Linked DNA regions of Mus musculus: all the other regions are linked to region 1. Evidence: chromatin contacts called from public HiCAR-type, HiChIP or PLAC-seq and promoter capture Hi-C data. All regions are on one chromosome and are shown on one strand. The core of a region is the stretch at or near the end of the contact, and the rest is flanking DNA. Distances in the headings are between cores, read along the strand shown.

Region 1 (3,036 bases), core at 166-2,665:
GAAATCCATGTGTGCAATTTATCCATCTTAGAAAAGCCACTTGAATGAATGAATATGTTCTATCAAGAAGAATCCCTTGTCTCAGAGTCATTTAAGACTATGGCTAACTATATAGTCATGGTAAGCTCTATTACATGTGTGCAAAAAAGGTAATACTTATATCCTGTTTCTGAAATAATTTTACAGGTTCTCATTTTGGAAAAATCAGAGTTTCTATAATGTGTAAAAGTGCCATTAAGTACTTTGGCCCAACTGGAGAATGGGTAGAGGCTTGGGTGGGCTTTTCTGCTCAGCGCTGTTAAAGAAGGATCCAACAGGGAGAGAGAGATTTGACTGTTCGTGCTGTCACTTAGAAGTCACTGAACAGTCTGTGCCCCACAAAATTTGCAACACCGAAGCAAACCCCAGGATTTCGATTCAAGTCTTTTCTGGTGTTTTGTTTTGTTTTGGACAGGTTAGCATGGATACCAGGAGGGCATAGAACTCAGTAGACTGCACAATAACCTTGAGCTTCTGCTCTTCCTCCTGGGTTCTGGGATTGCAGGCATATGCCAACAGTGCGGGGATTACATAGCGCAGGGAATGGAACCCAGTGCTTTCTGTACGCTAAGCAAGCTCTAAGCTTACTCCAGTGGAAACAACACACTGCAGTAGAGAAAGGAGCTGCCTCCGCGTCCAGTTTGTGTAACATTTGAAAGGGCCTTTTCTTCCCAGTCGTAATTGGTCCTGGCTGCCCTTGTCTCGCATAAACTATGATACTGACATTGGACCAACACGTTAATCAACCGCAAGTGCCCGCTGAGAAGGTAATATCTTCCTTCCAGCCCCCAGAGGGGCACAGAAAAGCTTTGCACCGCCTGTGACCTACTTTTATATCTGCGACCCCATACTCTGTATCTGCATTAAGGATGCTATAGCTTATCAAGGAATGAGTCTTCACTAACGTCCTAAACATGCACTGCTATTGTGAAAGGGTTTCACTGTAAGATCCAGCAATAATTACTCTTCGTGAATTAAATGATGAGGGTTCTCTTGCACCAGTTTCTTTCTGAAAAGAATGGCTGGGTAAATTCAAGGTTGCTCCTGAGTTAGAACAAAAAGTGCTGGCCATCCTACCTGACATAAGCATCCACCTAGGTTACAGATGCTGATGTCAGTCCCCACACCTTGCCTCCTCTGTCCTAAAAGGTGACTAGCGATTATTCCAGGGGGAACCAAATATGCTTCCAATGCCCACAAGCAACTTCAGCAGAAACATGGTCTTTCCCGAAGCGGGTCAGACAGTAGCTCCCATGCCCGCTTCCTGGGCTGAGCGGGGGCCGGGGGCCGTGCATTTGATGAGAGTCTGGCGGCCTCTACCGGGCGCCTAGGCAGAGGGACGTTCCTCAAACCCAGAGACGACATGTGGCGCTTTGGAGAGGTGAGAGCGAGCGCGAGTCCGCCGGGGGCGCTGGGGGAATCTGCAGCGGGGCAACGCGCGGCCTCAGGCGCGGCGCGGAACAGAGCCGCAAGGCGGCAGCGGGAGCGCAGGGCTCCGGGGCTCCTCGGCGCCGAGCGCCGGGCAAGTTCGCTCCGGCAGTATGGGGCGGTGACACCGCACCAGCCAGCCGCGCAGGGACAGCGGGCGGCGGCGAAGCAGGATGCGCCCTCGCCGACGGCTCGCCAGCCGGGGCCCGCGCGTAGGGTAAGGAGCTGCGGCGGCCACCGTTGCGGGCACCCCGGCCTCAGAATCAGGAAGAGCGCAGGGCAGTTGGGCGCTCTCGGATCCCGCAGTGCAAACTTTGCCCGGAGACTGCGGAGGCCACCAGCACGGAGGGCAGGGGATCCGGTGGCGCGGCTGGACGGGGCTGTGGGCGCAGCGCCTCCTGGTTCGCGGTGGACAGCAGAGAGCTGCTGCTTGCGGCCGTCGTGGAGCTCGCCGGCCTGGAAGGCGGCTCCCGCTCAGGAGCAGGGGCGCGCGGTGGGCGCGGGCCCCACTTGGTGTCGCGCGCCTGTCGCGCGGGTTGCTCGAGGCCGGGCTCTGGCTGCGCCGCCACTGCACCGCGCGCAGCAGAGGAAGAAGGCGCTGCCTGCCGAGCGCTCAGCTGGCGGGCTTGGGGGCTAAGGAGGTCTGGAGGGACGAGCCTGAGGGCAGGACCACCAGAGGTGTCCGGTGGCGCTGCGGAGCGGCAGCAGGTGCGGGGTGGCGGAGGCTGCGGCTCCGCAGTGCCACCCCTTATCCCACCTGCGCTGTGCGCCAGCACTGGTGAGCTCGCACCGGAATCTGGGGGGCCCCAGGGAGAGCAGTCTCGCTGTGGGGATCGAGAAGTCGGGGGCTCAGGGGCAGCAGAAGGCACCGCCCGGGTTTTCCTGCATGCGGCGCCGCGTGCTCGCCGCCTAGACTCGCCTGGCTACCGGCGCCGAGCCCTAGGATTCGCCCAAGCGACCACCGCATGCCAGCCTTCTATTCTTGAAGGGAATCTCAGAGGGCCTTATCCTTCGAGATGGAAGTACCTGTTGTGTGGTTTTTCAGTTCTGGACTTTGGGGTTGGGGGGTGTCTCCGTAGAAATGTGTTTCTTTTGGAACTCTGGCTTGCTCGTGTGCATTGAGCATCTATTTGCGTTATGCGCATGTTGAGATGTTATGTGCCTTCTCTAAGGTTGCTGCTGGCCCAGGGTCAGTGCTTGCTTGGATTACCACTGCGCTAACCAGCGTCTAGCTAAGAACAGAGATATGTTCCAAGTGTCGTGATTACTAAGCCATGTAGTCCTGGGGGCAGAATGCCAACCCAGAAAGTCTGACCCTCACCGGCAAGTCTACCATTGCGATCCTATAGAAGACGTGTTTCTGACATGTGCCTTTCCCCCTCTTCCCACACACTTTCAGCACCTTGCAGAACAAGAAGCAGCTTGCTGGCTTTGAACGTGTGGCAAATATTTCAGAAAGGTAAATTTATCTAACTTGTGGATTTGATAGATGCAAAATGCAATTGTCAGATAACTTTGAGACCTATGTTAATAATTGGGTCATTTATACCCTGCTAAAACAGTACAATA
Region 2 (2,999 bases), core at 340-2,839, 1.5 Mb after region 1:
CTGTTTCTCTTGTTCCTGGTGTGAAAATCTGAGCATTTCTCTTAATTACAGATGACATATAAAACCAACAGCTCATCTAAACTGTCACCTCTCCGGGAGAACAAATACAAAATCGCAGAAAATGCTAACTACATATCACTTTCCTGCTTCCCTGCATAGTATCAGGACATACAAAATCAATAGCAAAAATATCAGGACATGCCTTTCATCCCAGGACTCAGGATGCAGAGGCCAGCCAGGCACAGTGAGTTAACAGGGAGACCCTTTCTAAAAATAAGAGGGGGGAAAAAAAGAAAAAGAAACAAACAACAGTCAAGTCTTGATTAAGAATGTTGGCAGGACCTGGGATGGAGTTCAGCTGGTAAAATACCTGCCTAACTATACCACATAATCCCAGCAAGGTGTTAAGGTGCTGCAATGCTAGCACTCAAGAGGTGGAGGCAAAAGGATCGGATGTCAGGTCATCCTCACCTACACTGAGGAGTTCAAGGCCAGCCTGGGAATATGAAACCCTGTCTTAAAAAAATAAACAAATAAAAATAAGCCTCCAGAATAAAAATACTGAAAAATTGCATAACTGGATCTCAAGTTTCTTGCACTTACAACTAACTTCAATTAAGCCACAACCACATAGCATCTCTTCAACAGTCATAATAAATGTCACATTGTAAATTATAAGAAATAATCTTCCTAAGACAAGATCTAATTGCCATTCACTCACACATTCTCCTCAAGCAAACATTTTTTATAGAGACAGGAACACACAAAGAAAAGAGAAAACCATGTTCACCCCACCTGGATATCTGTTTTCAACCATTTGGAGTCAAGGCGAGACTGGGCAGCCAAACAGAAAGACTCAGAAGGCATGTTTCCTCCGGGTGGTCAGACCTGCAAGTCAAACACAAACGCTGGAGCCCTCGAGCTTCTTTAAACTGCTATTTACACCATCCTGCTGTTTAACGCGGCCGAGACAGAACATAAAACAGGGAAGGAGAGCTGGGGGAGGGGACGAGAGGATGAGGGATGAGAGGGAAAGCTGGCCCCAGAACGGGAGAAGGGAGGGAAATACCACTTCCAATAGAGGTAGAGTCGCTGGGATTTCCCAATACGCCGGCCGGACCTACAGTGGTCACCGGCGACCACTGCACAATGTCATCCCACTCCTTTAAATCCAAAGGGACACACACAGACACACGTCAGGAAAAAAAACTCACTATCGCAACGACAAATGACACCAGTGTGCATCAGCCGCTATACCTACAGCAGTCCGGCGGAGTGTGGTAAATAAACAAAAGTCATGTCTGCAGATAAATCTACAACAATCGCCTAAATACTAAAAAGACAGCCGTGACTGCGCGGCCTCCGAGGCGCACAGGCCCTGGTTCCTCCGCGCCAACGCCCGCCTTCCGCCCGCCGCTCTCCGGGCCCCGCTCTCCCGGACCTGGCGCCGCCCGTCTTCGGCCCCTCCGCCCTCCTTCGGCCCAGCTCGGCCAGCCCTGGCGCCGCCTGCTCCGCCAGCCGGCTGAGGGAACACTCCCTGCAGGAGCCGGCCGGCGCTCGCGATCCAGTCTGCGGCCCGAAGCGCACGCTGACGCATGGCTGCGCCCGCCCAATAGCGCAAGGGTGAGAGACGGCTTCAGCCAATGGACGAGCAGCGTCGCACGCCCCTCCCCCAACTTCCGCTTCCTTCAGCACGACTCAGCTTCCTTCTTGAGACTCACCCGCTCAGCGAGAGCCAACCGCAGACGCCGGGAGGTGGGACTTGTGCGCACGCACGCTGGCTTGCCCAGTCCCAACCCTTCCCAGACTGTGTTTGCTTCCAGGGACCCGAAGTTGGTAAGGTATTTGCAGCGGGACGAGGTTCTCGAGGCTCCCTGTGCTTTAACGACAGCGTCCTTTTGGCCTTTGAGTCAGTGGACAGAAGAGGAAATTTAAGAAAAAGTAATTGATCCGGGCCTGGTAGTACTCGCCTTTAACCCTGGCACCAGGAAGGCAGAAGCAGGTGAATTCTGGGTTAAGAGACCCTGGGGGAATGGGGGTGCGGGAGTAAGAAAAGAGCAATTAAAATCACACAAAATATGTTCTCTGATCATCATGGAATAATCAAATAACTACAAATAAAACATAACATAATCTTCAAGCATGTGGAAATTAAACTTTTCCATGAGAAGGCAAAGAAAGGACTTAGAACATTTGAAATAGGAACTGGGTGCGATTTGTTGTTTTAAATACGATGGTTCATTTTTTTCCCACGTGTTAGAAGGCAGCAATGAGGGATATGCCACAGTGGTATGGTGGCCCAGTTGCAACGTTAAAATACCTGTCTTTTGTCATCCTTGGTATGTATCTTCAAACTCACTCCCAAGGGTCAAGGGATTTGCCATAGCTCAGACATCACATCTCTGTTTCAAGCAGCAGGAAGCAGTATAAAAGATCCACAGTCTATCACACCTCCCAAAGACTGTGTGACTCTAATTTACTTCTGCTTCAACTCAAAAGTATCTGAACAAGGTTTCAAATTCAACCACATCCAAAATACAGTTAGGGTGGACAGGGCTTTGAACCTGAGGCATGACAGCATAATTACCAGTAGAAGGTAACACCCGAGGAGGCATCTCTGGCCCTTAGGCTCCCTTCTCATGCAAGACACCCTTCGTCCCTCCACATACTGAAGCATGTTTACCTACGTACATTTTTAGAACTGTGTCTGCTAGCTCTAAAAAAACGATGTTTGTAGTCCATTTTGTGTTGCTGTAACAACATGACTGAATAATAAATACAGGCATTTGTACCTCACACTTCTGGAGGCTAAGTCTAAGAGCATAGCACTGGTATCTGGTGACGGCATTTCTGATGTTGCATAGCATGGTATAGAGGCAAGAGAACCCATGTGTGGCAAGAATACACCAAGCAAACACATCATTTTGATCCATGAGGCATAGTCTACTTGACTTGATCACATCTTAAAGGGTCCACCTCCTAATACTGCGACAAAAACT
Region 3 (3,107 bases), core at 515-3,014, 1.7 Mb before region 1:
AGTCTATTTAAGAGGAGAATTTAATACTAAAGCAATTTCTGTCATACATAACAAGACAAAATTTTCCTTTTATCTCTCCTCAATTCTAAATTTACATAATTTACCAAAAAGATATCTTAAGAGTATTAACTAATCTGAGGTGTGTCAAAAACATTCGTCGTGTCTCTTGTCCAATAGGGCTTTGATATTTAGCTTTTTAACAGCTGTATTTCTTAAAGTTCAGGCCATCTTTATTTCAAACGCACTTCCCTATCCAAAACATTTTAACATAATCTGCTGCTTCTCCCAAAACCATGGGTTATACGAATATCCTTCACGAAGTAAGATAATGGTGGATAACACATCCCATATACTATTTAGTTAACATTTCCAACAGTACACTAGCTATTTAACGCAATCCCAAAGAGATTTTATACTGTTCTATTTTAGCATGCTCAAAAGACATAAAAAAAATTGACGTAAAATTGTCTTTAGAGGATTCTTCTAAAGCTGATAAAGTCTTATTAAAATTATACTTTCTATTTTTAAGGCTAACGCAATTATAGCACATTCAACTCTGATTCTTCCAACAAAAAGCCTCCGCATCAAAATGGGGAAAACGTCCTTTTCATTTTCTCAACTGAAAAGGGGGAGGGGAGAAGAGGAGGAGGCCAACTGCTTACAGGTTTGCATTGAAAATTAACACAGCAGTTTCTGAGGAATCAGTAACTCACGTTCAACTACTGAATCCTACCAGAAGCAGCACACGAATAAAACCAGAGCGCAATCCTTGGGCTTGAGGTGCCGCTTCATCCGTCTTCCTTCCAATCCACCCCCAATACCCCAACCCACTAAGCACACATCTAAATATGTCTTCCCCACCAGAGCGCCCCTTTGGAGGAAAAGGCCTGCCTTTCGCAGCCTGAAGCCACGGCTGGCTCTCCGATCTCTGCTTAGATGAGGCCCCCGATCTCGACGCCCTGCACGTCCGCCCCACCCCGGGCCCACTCGGGTACCCGTGGGTGACAAAACCCTCCCTCCTGCGTCCAGCCAGCACTGACAGTTAAGGCTGCAGCAGCCGCAGCCACCAGGGCCTAGTCCTGGCACCGGCCCCTCCAGACCACGCGCCCCAAGCACTCGCTCACGGAGGCGGGTGAGGGCCCGGCGCCTACCCTGTCAGCGCGGGCCGGAGGGTGACGAGGGGACCGGCGGTACAGACCAGAGGGAGCGCGCCGGGCAGGCCGCAGCCGCAGCAGCACTGACCTGTCCTCGCCCCCGCGCGTGGGCTGCGGCCCTCGCAGCTGCGGCCGCCTCACTGGTCCTTGTCGCCCTCGTCCACCGCCGCCGCCCGCCACCGCCTCGTTCCCTTTCGCTGGCGCCACCGCCGGGTCTCATGCGGGACCCGCGCTTCTCCTCAGGAAACCGAGGCCGAGAGGCCAGGCGCCTGGGCAACCTTGAAGTCGGCGCTGAAGCGCTGCTGTCGCGATCTGTCCACAGTGGGGGGCGAGGGCGGCGAGCAACTCCGAAGAGAAGCAGAAGGAGGCGCCACCGTCAGCGACAGGTCGACGGAAGAGAAGCGTAACGAGGCGGTGAACAGCTGCGTGGCCCGGTGCGCGAGCGAGAGAGCGAGCGCAGGAGGGGCGACGAGGTGCTGGCAAAGACGAAAGGCCCTGTCGTCTCCTGGAGTCACCCAAAGAGGAGCGCCACCATCTTGGGAGAAATACGGATCTCGCGAACGCAGCACTGGACGAGAGGACTAGGTGGGCGGACCGAGTATCCCGACAGGCAGCGCGCGCCAACCCTGCCGGGCGAGGGCTCGGAGTCCGGAGGCGGGATGCGAGGCGGGGTTGCGCGTGCGTGGGATGGCGACGGGCTCTGCCCCGCCCCGATCGCAGCTCTGTGGGGCCCTCCTCTAGCTCGCCTTCGCCTGCGGCGCAGGGGCCTTTGGGAAGGGGAGATGGCCTTGGGCTGGGTGGAAGCTGGCCAGCATCGTCGCCATCTTGAGACTGGGCTGAGAGAGGCTTGGTGTTTTTAGCCTCTGCTCCTTTTACTCAATCTATAGACCAGTGTGCTTCGGTGTACTCGCGAGAGCGGACAGGTCTACCCAGCCTAGCAAAGCCCAGGAGTCAGAGGGACGAATAGGCCAAGAGGGTGTAGCCTACTGGCGGCACGAGGAGGCATAGAAGCGTTTTGTTGCTAGAGCTGACCCTTACGACTTTTCATCCGAACTGTCCGAGTAAAGGATTCAGGCGTTGAGATTGGGCAACCTTTCAGCAAACAAGGCCATCAGCCTCTGCCAGAACATGATATGTCACTGGCTTACCAGACTAGTAGGTAAAAGCCCAGCCCCTCCTGTGTTGTCTTCCAGTAGATGTCAACTGAGAAGAAACCGCCTTGCTTGATCACACGTGGATAGAGACTAATTTTGATTTACAGAACACCCGAACCCTGTTAGAGCCATGTGACTTGTTGGTACCGGAGTGAGGGTTTAACTTAGGTTTGTTGTTAATGATTTTGACACTAAATTATTATAAAGACTAGCTGACATGTTATTTCCTGGCTTGCAACTTAGTAAGCCTTAATCATCTAGTGCTCAAAATGTAACAATCACATGTATTAATGTGCTTTTCTGTTTATTACAGCTCCTATAATGTGTGTGTATGTGTGTGTATATATATATACACATCATATATATATGAAAGATCTCCCCACTATAAAAAATATTTTTATTATTGGTTTTTCAAGACAGATTTCTCTGTGAAGCCCTGGCTGTCCTGGAACCCACTCTGTAGACCAGGCTGGCTTTGAATTCAGAGATTCGCTTTCTGAATGCTGGGATTAAAGGCTTGCAATTTTTTAAAATTAAAAAATAATAGGCGTGTGTGTGTGTAAACTATTACAGGATAAATAATAAGTGCAACTGTTATATCAGATTTTAAGATACTTTAAATTTTTTCTATTCTTTTTTTTTCTCCATCCATTAAAGATCCTCATTTGGAATACCATTGTATTATATGAAAGGGGCCAGTAATAAATGTAACCCTTTAAAGAGTTATCTTTGCAAACTATTTAAATACAAAACCAAAACTGAAAATCATTAGACTGCTAAGAAAAGTAAAGTACATAAA
Region 4 (2,979 bases), core at 297-2,796, 1.1 Mb before region 1:
AACCAGGAGGGGAATAAAATCTGGAGTGAAAAATAAATTAATTAACTAATTAATTTTAAAAAGAACTAATGAAAGAGAAAAAGAGAGAGAAGGAAAGAAAGAGAAAGGAAAAAGAGGGGGGGTGGAAGGAAGGAAGGAAGGAAGGAAGGAAGGAAGGAAAGAAGGAAGGAAGGAAAAGATGGCTCGTGGCATGTCCCAGCACTGGGGAAACTAAGGAAGGAAGCTCATCACTAGGTCATCACCCTGAGCTACATTGAGATCCTATCTCAAAAACACTGCAGCAAGGTGGAGAAAGAAGAAGCCTAAGAAAAGGAGAGGCAAAGGAGGACAGAGGGAGAGAGAGGGGCACCGGCAGGGTCAGGGAGAAGGAGCAAGGAGACTAAAAAATGGTACCCAGACTGTGGCGGGATCATAGCTAACTTAAATGGATGGACTGTTGTTTTTGCCTGACCTTCAATCTAATCTGTGCCCGATGAATCAGAACTTTTTGTCCCAAAACATCTATTATCTAAGACCAAGCTATAAATTCCTGTGTGTTAAATGCCATGGTGACTTGGCCAAGGATTGAGGCCAGGACTTCAGGTGATCATATTCTAGGCATAGGGTAAGGGCAGATGTGGATGAAACTAAACACGTGCAACCAGATGCCAACCATTGGTTCGTTCTAGTTTAGAAATTAAGTTTAGTGCTAATCTGGAACAGGGGACCTGTGTGCACCCCTGCATCTTTGAGGATGAATGATTTTCACCTGGCCCAGGCTACTCCGCGGGCCATCCTGGACTCGTGCAAGTCACACTCAACACCCTTTTTTCGGATGCTCAGTTTGGCTCACCTGCTGAAGACAAGGCAGCCCAGGTGGTTGATTTCATGGTCCGAGCGGTGTCGGCTGTAGTCCTCCCACAGGTCTTTGATGGCTGTGACCGCCAGAATGAAGAGCACAGGCGCCAGTGCCAGGCCCGGCTGGAAGGCGTTCACAGCCGGCACAAAGTTGAGCAGCGCGATGAAGACGAAGTACACATTGGCTAGGCGGTGGAACTGCTCGAAGAGATTCTTGGGCAAGAAGGACAGCAGCGTGTACTTGGTGGTCTTGAGGCGGTTGTCGGCCAGGTGCTGGATGCAGCCGCGCATCAGCAGCCGCTCGCCCTTGGGGGCTCCGATCGTGGAGTCCTCGGTGCCCAGAGGCGGTAGCAGGTTGGAGCGCACCGTGCGCGTCCTGCCCTCCCAGCGCCTTCTTCGCGGCCGCCGCCATCCCGAGGATGCGGACTCTTCGGCCGCCGGGAGCTCCCGCTCCATGGCCGCGTGTCGCCGCGCCCGGCTCCTCTGCCGCTCGCGCCAGCCTCCTAGGTGATCATCGCCCGCCGCCCGGGCGCGGCAGCGCGGACTCCCCTCCTGCGGGACGCACAGACACCACAGTCAGCGTGCCGAGCCCCGCCCAGCCCGCGCAGCCTGTCCAGACTTCCAGGTCTACTAGTCCCCGCGGGCAGGAGGTCGCGGGCCGGCTCGGCGCTCTTCCCCTCGCAGTCCCCTCCCGCCACCCAGGCGGCCTGGGCGGTTTCCGCCGAGGTGGCTCCTCTGCCCCGCCCTCACTCAGCGCCCAGATTCAGATTGGGCGGATAGCGGGAAACAAAAAGAGCCCGCGCTGGAAACTTTAGAGAGCTTTACTTTCGTTTCTCTGAGGCATCCAGTTTAGTCCCAGAGAGTTTGCAAACTCACTGTGCCACTAAGAGAGGAAGACTGAGTATCAGTTCGCCCCATCCCCTCCTAGCCCGCGCGCTCTAACTAGAGCAGACAGACTTGATCCAGGACCAGGAAATGTTGTCTGGAGAGCTGGTTTAGGACCTCCTCAAGGCTGGGTCATTTGAAGTTAAACCCAGAATCCTTAGTATACCGATTTTCCAGTTTCCAAATTATGTTTTGAAAAGCGCATTGCCACCTAAGTACTCTCCATAAAGTCACTATTTCTGTCCCCCCCCCCAAAAAAAAACAAAACAAAAAAAAAAACAAAAAAACACCCTACCCTCCAGCTTGCACTTACTTTCAGATATAATTTTTTGGTGAACTGGAAATTTTCTTTTTCTAGAATTACCTTCAACATTCTTTGTTCCCCAAATAGGACTTTTTTTTAAATTTCTTCATAGAAGAGAAGATTATAATATAGATCCAAAGAAACATTTGGGTCACTGTTTCCCTGCCTGGTAAACAAGGACTGAGATTCCCTAGGGCAGTTTTGTTCTAGAGATCTAGAAAAAGACTGGGCAGAGAGGGAGCCTGATGGGCAGCTGAGGGAATGTGAGCAAAGGGTTCCTTTCCTGTTGATGGGAGAGAGGAGTTTACATACATTGAATATTGGGAAATTGAAGGTGACTTTGGAAGGAGCTGGGAAGCATACTACAGGTGAAGTAGGGGCCCACAACTTCCACTCCGTGTGCCTCTTTACAGATACAGAGATGAGAAATGGGGATATTTGTGGTCTAGGAGAGCATGGCTGGCAAATAAATGAGAAATAACTTTGGGGTACTTTGTGTTCAGATTTGAGGACCTTAGCCTCTTCCTTTAACAGGCTAGTCCTTCCTTTCTCTCCCTACCTCAGCACCATTTGCTAGCTTTGGGTACTTCCTCTGAGGGTCCTGATCTGGCTTTACTGAAAAATCACTTGTCTTTTCCTATCCCTCTTTTTGGGTGTCCAACCTTGTGCTCCTTGGTTCACATGCTACCCAGCTATTGGAGGTTATCATCCTTGACCAAGCCCATAGTAGTCAATAGAATCCAGCATTAGAAGAGTAAAGTAACAGCTACGGAAGGAAGGAAGGAAGGAAGGAAGGAAGGAAGGAAGGAAGGAAGGAAGGAAGGAAGGAAAGGAGGGAGGGAGGGAGGGAGGGAAGAGAGAAGGAATGAAAGGGAAGAGGAGAGGAGAGGAGAGGAGAGGAGAGGAGAGGAGAGGGGAAGGGAAGGGAAGGGAAGAGAGAGAAGAGAAGAGAA

What was found. Promoter capture Hi-C pulls out the DNA fragments that hold promoters and counts their contacts. HiCAR-type assays count read pairs that join an accessible place to other places. HiChIP or PLAC-seq counts read pairs in DNA pulled down with a chosen protein or histone mark.
Region 2: a contact with region 1 is called in a promoter capture Hi-C map of embryonic stem cells, with 4 times the contacts expected there. The contact joins the promoter of Herc2 here to the promoter of Gabra5 in region 1. A contact is called at or near these places in 1 of 39 promoter capture datasets (embryonic stem cells) and 1 of 9 other capture datasets (embryonic stem cells).
Region 3: a HiCAR-type map of astrocytes shows a contact between it and region 1, with 11 times the contacts expected there. The contact joins the promoter of Ube3a here to the promoter of Gabra5 in region 1. A contact is called at or near these places in 2 of 39 promoter capture datasets (cranial neural crest and maxillary cranial neural crest), 5 of 484 Hi-C or Micro-C datasets (cerebral cortex, cortical neurons and forebrain) and 7 of 115 datasets of contacts at active chromatin or transcription factors (astrocytes, embryonic forebrain, embryonic hindbrain and 4 more).
Region 4: an H3K4me3 HiChIP or PLAC-seq map of embryonic forebrain shows a contact between it and region 1, with 8 times the contacts expected there. The contact joins the promoter of Atp10a here to the promoter of Gabra5 in region 1. A contact is called at or near these places in 2 of 39 promoter capture datasets (hippocampal neurons and liver) and 3 of 115 datasets of contacts at active chromatin or transcription factors (astrocytes, embryonic forebrain and forebrain).

What each region holds. Positions count from the first base shown.
Region 1 is chr7:57,508,388-57,511,423 of GRCm38.p6, reverse strand. It overlaps Gabra5 (gamma-aminobutyric acid (GABA) A receptor, subunit alpha 5), which reads left to right and starts at 1,415. Exons shown (of 11, transcript NM_001362162.1): 1 at 1,415-1,684; 2 at 2,867-2,926.
Region 2 is chr7:56,048,745-56,051,743 of GRCm38.p6, reverse strand. It overlaps Herc2 (HECT and RLD domain containing E3 ubiquitin protein ligase 2), which reads right to left and starts at 1,589. Exons shown (of 93, transcript NM_010418.2): 1 at 1,442-1,589; 2 at 796-888. The coding sequence starts at 867. Gm34121 (predicted gene, 34121) reads left to right here and starts at 1,694. Exons shown (of 3, transcript NR_166588.1): 1 at 1,694-2,002.
Region 3 is chr7:59,227,407-59,230,513 of GRCm38.p6, reverse strand. It overlaps Ube3a (ubiquitin protein ligase E3A), which reads right to left and starts at 1,764. Exons shown (of 11, transcript NM_001033962.2): 1 at 1,243-1,764.
Region 4 is chr7:58,656,769-58,659,747 of GRCm38.p6, reverse strand. Atp10a (ATPase, class V, type 10A) reads right to left here and starts at 1,546. Exons shown (of 21, transcript NM_009728.2): 1 at 833-1,546. The coding sequence starts at 1,293.